Regions from separate parts of the Sus scrofa genome. Here region 1 is linked to region 2. Evidence: chromatin contacts called from public Hi-C data. All regions are on one chromosome and are shown on one strand. Each heading gives the region's core, a stretch centred on a gene start, on an enhancer-like site or on the middle of the called end of the contact. The rest is flanking DNA. Distances are from core to core; before and after follow the strand shown. Region 1 has its middle 210 kb from the start of TRIB2. Region 2 has its middle 240 kb from the start of TRIB2.

What was found. Hi-C and Micro-C count contacts between places; a contact is called where the count stands out from the background.
Region 1: a Hi-C map of liver shows a contact between it and region 2, with 1.8 times the contacts expected there. The contact joins two enhancer-like sites. A contact is called at or near these places in 3 of 47 Hi-C or Micro-C datasets (liver, skeletal muscle and subcutaneous adipose tissue) and 1 of 2 datasets of contacts at active chromatin or transcription factors (skeletal muscle).

The regions. Positions count from the first base shown.
Region 1 is chr3:124,402,939-124,405,638 of Sscrofa11.1, forward strand. No RefSeq gene overlaps it. Among named protein-coding and RNA genes, the nearest start is that of TRIB2, 210 kb to the left of the region's middle. Within about 2 kb of position 1,378, at least 25 of the 83 cell types and tissues checked have an H3K27ac peak or open chromatin away from gene starts, as enhancers often do. A contact at or near this core is called in liver, where this site is marked.
Region 2 is chr3:123,954,154-123,956,853 of Sscrofa11.1, forward strand. No RefSeq gene overlaps it. Among named protein-coding and RNA genes, the nearest start is that of TRIB2, 240 kb to the right of the region's middle. Within about 2 kb of position 1,303, at least 13 of the 83 cell types and tissues checked have an H3K27ac peak or open chromatin away from gene starts, as enhancers often do. A contact at or near this core is called in liver, where this site is marked.

The DNA of each region.
Region 1 (2,700 bases), core at 128-2,627, 450 kb after region 2:
CCACATGCCCACCAGGTCACTAAGCCTTAACCTCCTCCTTCGTGTTCCATCCCCTTTCACCTCCCCCTCTCCTCTCAGAACACATTACAGAACAACGTGGAGTATTGCCATATTTTAGGGATTGAGGAAATGGAAGCTTGTAGAGGGTAATGACCCTCCAAGGTTAGAGACAAACCAAGTCGAGGAACACTTGTGCAAATAGTGTGAGTGTTTTGCTTTTAGAAACATGGCTCAGATTCCCTCGGACAGTGCCTGGCTCATAGTAGACCATCAGATGCAAGCCTGGCTCTGGCACAGGGATTCCTGGGATCTCTCGGTTTAGAAGAATCTCTCCTTTTTCCCTGTCCCTTGATACTTTCCACTCACAGATGCCTGGTTCCATGAACTTCTGCCTTGGGGTGCGTTGTGATCTGCTTTTACAGGAATCACTTTAAAAATGCACTTGGCTCCCTTGTATACTGAGCACCGTGAAGGGCAGGGTCCAAGTATGACTCTCCTATGTACCTATGGACCACATCCCCTATGAGCACCCACACTGGGATGCCATGATGTCCAATGGTGGGTGGGGAATGGCACTGATTATGGTGAGAAATTGAAGGGTGGAGAAGGTTGAGAGTTAAAAGGGAAAATACAAGGTAGTGACCCCATTGCCTGCCAGGCTGTGGCCCCAGCACTTTATAGCTATTCTCCATTAATTTCTGACCTAACTATGATCACCCCATCTTCAAGATGAAGCAAATCACACTGAGACAGAGCAGGTCATTTCTCCAAGGTCACCTAACTGGGAAGTCCCAACGCTGAGATTTGAATCTCGACTAGGCAATTCCATAATGGGTCCTCTTTGTCTAAAAGATAACCCTGTCTGAGTTGGCAGTGTTATGAGGAATTTAGTTTCTTGAGGATCAAGGGCTAATCCCACTTATATTTATCACATGAGTATAATACAGCAAGTACCTGAGAAAGAAATAGGATGGGAAATTTTCTACATGTATTTTATACACTCAAGGAACATCAAGAGTCTATTTTCGTTGGCTTTCTACATTTTTTCTTCAAACTGAGAACAGCTGGCTATTTTCCACTTGCATATAAATGGATGTCTAAATTGCAAAGGTGCCTAGAGCTCAGACTTACTTAACTTTCAGTTTAGGTATCCACCCTGTGTTGCACAATCATCAAATGGGATATGATGCAATTTTTTTAAACAGACTTTGCAAAACAAGTATTGAGTAACTCGAAGCTCTCTTTTTCCTTGTATGTGCCTAGCAACCTTGCAGGTCTGTTGGACAGAAAAATTTTGCCCTTGGCCAGCAGTTCAGCAAGAGCCTCAAAGGCTCAGAAAAGCAAGAGACTTTGGAGTGTTGCAATCAGTCAGCTTGGCTGAGATTAACCCAGAGGAAAGTGAGGCTCCACTAGGCCCCTCCCCTCCTGTGGACACAGTTGGGACAGAGGCAGAAGCCAAATGAATGGATACACTTCAGTGTTTACACTGGGGACTGAAGAGCTGGCCACAGAGGCTGAAATTTTTCTGACACATTTTTTTTCCTGTTGAGAAAATTATGTGATATTACAGAAAATTTTGAAGAAAGAAAAATTAATCCTGTGTCACGTTGTCACCCAAACAGAAGTGTTTCCATTGGTATTTTATGTTGCGGAACAGGAATAAAGGAAACATGCCACCTACCGAGCTTTATTGGGTTAGAAACCAGACTTAATGGTTTATATTTATAATCATATTTATCTCTGACAAAAATCCTCCAAGATCCGTCAAAAGATTTTCTCCCATTTTCCAGATAAGAATTTAAACTAAGGAAAGTTTAGTACCTGATTTAAGTTCCCTGAGCAAACCATGGAGATGGAATCCAAATCCAGTTCAGTAAGACCACAAAGTTAATGGCTTATTCTACATCACTGTCAATCAACCTATATCTTTCTCATTTATCATTATTACAAGGCATGTTATTTTACTACCCATGGCTAAATTACTATTTTAATATATGTAATCTAAATATGAGTAGCTATGTGATTATTTACGTTAGAACATTCAGTTTTACAAAAGGTAAAAATCTCAGGTTACGCACACACAAAAAATTGTTTCTAAGACATGTAGGTTTGTTTTCTATAAACAGGCTTGATTTCCATCCCGAGCCCCCATTTTGCTAGGTAGTAAATATTTAATCTCATCAACAAGCTACATACACCCCTGAACCACAGCAAATTCTTGGGTAATATTTATGTTTCAGGTTCTTAACTAGTGCCTGGCACGTTGGAAAAAAACCACATGGCCCTTAGAATTTACTCTCTGTCCACTGTAACATCCCCTGGGACACCGTGATTCCCATCCAATTCCTAGTTTCTGTCCTTAAAGGTCACTCGTGCCCCCTTATTTACCCAGCTGCAAAGCCTCTTCAGGTCTGGCTTGATTCAGCTCTTCCTTGATTGATTGAATGGATTATCGATATCTTCACTGCTCTGGCTTTCCATGGCCTTATTCCCTTTCTAGTTGGGTTGCTCATGACAATAGATTTGCTGTATTTCCAAATGAGGCTCTCTGGAGGCCACAGGCTATGAAATCCATATCATATATTTATGAATACTAGGATGAATTTTGGGATGTGTCAGAGCAAGGGAGGACCCTTAAAGTGTAGCCACCTTATGGATGACCAGTGAGCAAGTGACAGTTGTATTAGGGTTTTTCAAAGA
Region 2 (2,700 bases), core at 53-2,552:
CCCTTTGCCATCATGTCTCAGCATATCCATGTTAGATAATTCTTCCAGTTGGGAAAAATGTTGGCAGAAAGAAAAGTTAATGAGCTGAATCATTTAAATGGACAGATTGGAAAAATACTGTTGTTCCTTTTGCATGTTACACTCTTGCCAGAAATCAAGTAGGTGGAGTTTTGGAAGAGTAACCAGTTAGCTAAATATGGTAGTTTCAGATAATCAAGTTTAAAGCCATACCAGTTATATTTAATGTTTGAAGGGGAAAAAAATCAGAAAATTTGGGCATGAGGCTGAACTCACTGAGCTTGGCTCACCACCAAATTTCTCTCATCCAAAGCAATGACGCTGAAGAGTTATAAATACCATGCACCTATATCATGAAGCGTAACACATCCTAGGAAAAGTTTTACGTTTAAGTCACCTTTGCAAAATGTTGGGAGTTAGCTAAGATTACAAACGTTCAATTCAGACCCCAGTTGCTAGAGAAAAAAACACATGTTTATATGGCAGCTGGGGGCAAAGCATCTGTGTGCACAGTTTTATCTGCTCCGGGGTCACTCTGTCTTTGACTCTGGTTTACAACTTACACCAGTCTCTGTAAGAGAAATCAGGTCCCACCCGCAGTTTTCTAGCTTAATGAGATAAAAACCCTGATGATCAGTGCATGAATGTAAAACTAAGATAAACTGGTATCTGCTACTGATAAATATTTAACAGATGTGGTCCAGATCCCTCTGCCAGCTGGAGGAGGGAAAAACGTTCTATTTCACAGTTCAAATATAATTATTGGCCACATTTCTCCAAGCAAAGACAGTGACATTGGCTCACTCCCCAGGAGAATTTTCCTCTGATCTTGGCATTAGGATTTGGTTTTCTTTAACAGATTGCAGCAATATACCCTTTGCTTGACCCACTTTCTTCATTCACAAGATACCTGGAGCCAAAGTCATGCATGGGAAACAGAAAGGGAAGAGCACAAGCTGTGTTTCTGTACCTGCCAAAGGGTTGCAGAGAAACGCACGTACTCCAGGCCCCACTGAATGCACCTGTCCATCAGTTTGGTCTGGCAAAGGATCATTTGATCCAAGCAGCTCATTCAGGACTTAGCAGCACTTCTACCCAGACCCACTAATCACTTTTTTGGGACAGCTTCACAGACAGTCATTATTATTCCAAGTCTTTTGCCCTTTGCACTCTTTAAACAGATTGTGTGCAAAGGCTTTTCCTAAACATCACCACTGAGACTCCTTCCAGTAACGAGTGACTCATCCCGTGGATCCCCAAGCAGCTGTTGTGTAATGGGAGCAGGATGTTTTGCCCATGTTCCTTGACCTGACCATGTTGACCCCCGAGGATGTTTTGGTCCAGGAAGGCATAGTCCAGAGCTTAGGTGGGTAACACACCCCAACAGGGTTCATTTCCCATTTCTACTCTGCTTGTGCAATCCCTTTTCCAAACACTGTTACCAGAATAATATTTTTTTTCTAAAACGCTAGTCTGACCATGTCATTCCTCTGCTTAAAAGCCATCAATCATGGACTTCCTGTCACCAACAAAAAAGCAGCACCACATTCTGATCCTACTTGACCTGCCTTTTCTCATCTTCAGCTCTCTCTTTGCATAATCACCCCTGGCCCCCACACTCATCCTGCCTGCATTACACATGAATGTATGCTATTTTTCTTGCCCAAGGCCCGAGGTCCAGAGTTACTTTCAAGTCTCATTCCTCATACAAAGCCTCTTTCAAGATCCACGTTAAGTATCTCTGCATCCAGGAAGCATTTTCTGCCAACTCCGGGCCTTGAACACCCCCTGCTTCTAAACACATGGCACATCTATTCTATCTCAGTCATTATAGATGTTTTCTTACTATTAAATTTATAGTTTTATTCTTGAGTGCATAGCTGTCTCACCAATTACTGAGAGTCAAGCTTATGTTTTATTTTCGTTTTGTAGATTGTGAGGGCAATGCAGTTGGGAACCTACATGCCATGTGGATGCTGAGGGCAGGAGGAACATATCAGACTTCCTCCTTCATCACTGAGTGGCTGTCTCAGAGCTGCAGAGCCCACCAAAGAGGACAGAAAACCTTGTCAGATAGAGAAGGACTATCTAGCCTACAGGGTACTGGTTTACTCTCCAGCTAGGCGCTCTAAATCTTGGAGGATGTGACGCCCAGCCCTGAGACCTACCATGCAGCCAGAGCTTGTTGGTTTGGTTTAAGGAACCCTATGGAAAGAGGAGAGCTAGGTTGGAACATACAACTGATCCCACGGGTATCCCCCATGGAATCTGTGTTTTTAAGGACCGAGTTTAATGGGGTACTAACTCATAGAATACACATATGATGATTTTATTAAAAGCATTATGAATAATCTTATCTCATTCAAACATCACCAAATCCATGATCAGGAGAGTCAGCTGTAAAACACAATTATTTACTGAGTGCTTGCACTGTGCCTGGGGACACAGAGGGAGGGCACTACTGTTTTTGCTCTTGAGGAATGCCCTGTGAACATCTTAGAGGTAGAACAGCTGAAGCGCACCGGCCAAACCGTCCAGTCCAGCGCTTGGCCTGGACTCCAGTACAGGCCTTGGATTCCTATCGGCGCAGCCCTCTTTCCACTCTTTATGCTGCTCTATGGCTTATGTTCAGGGAGTGACTGCTCTTCCTGGGTTTCTTTAATCTTGTCTGGATGGCTGGGA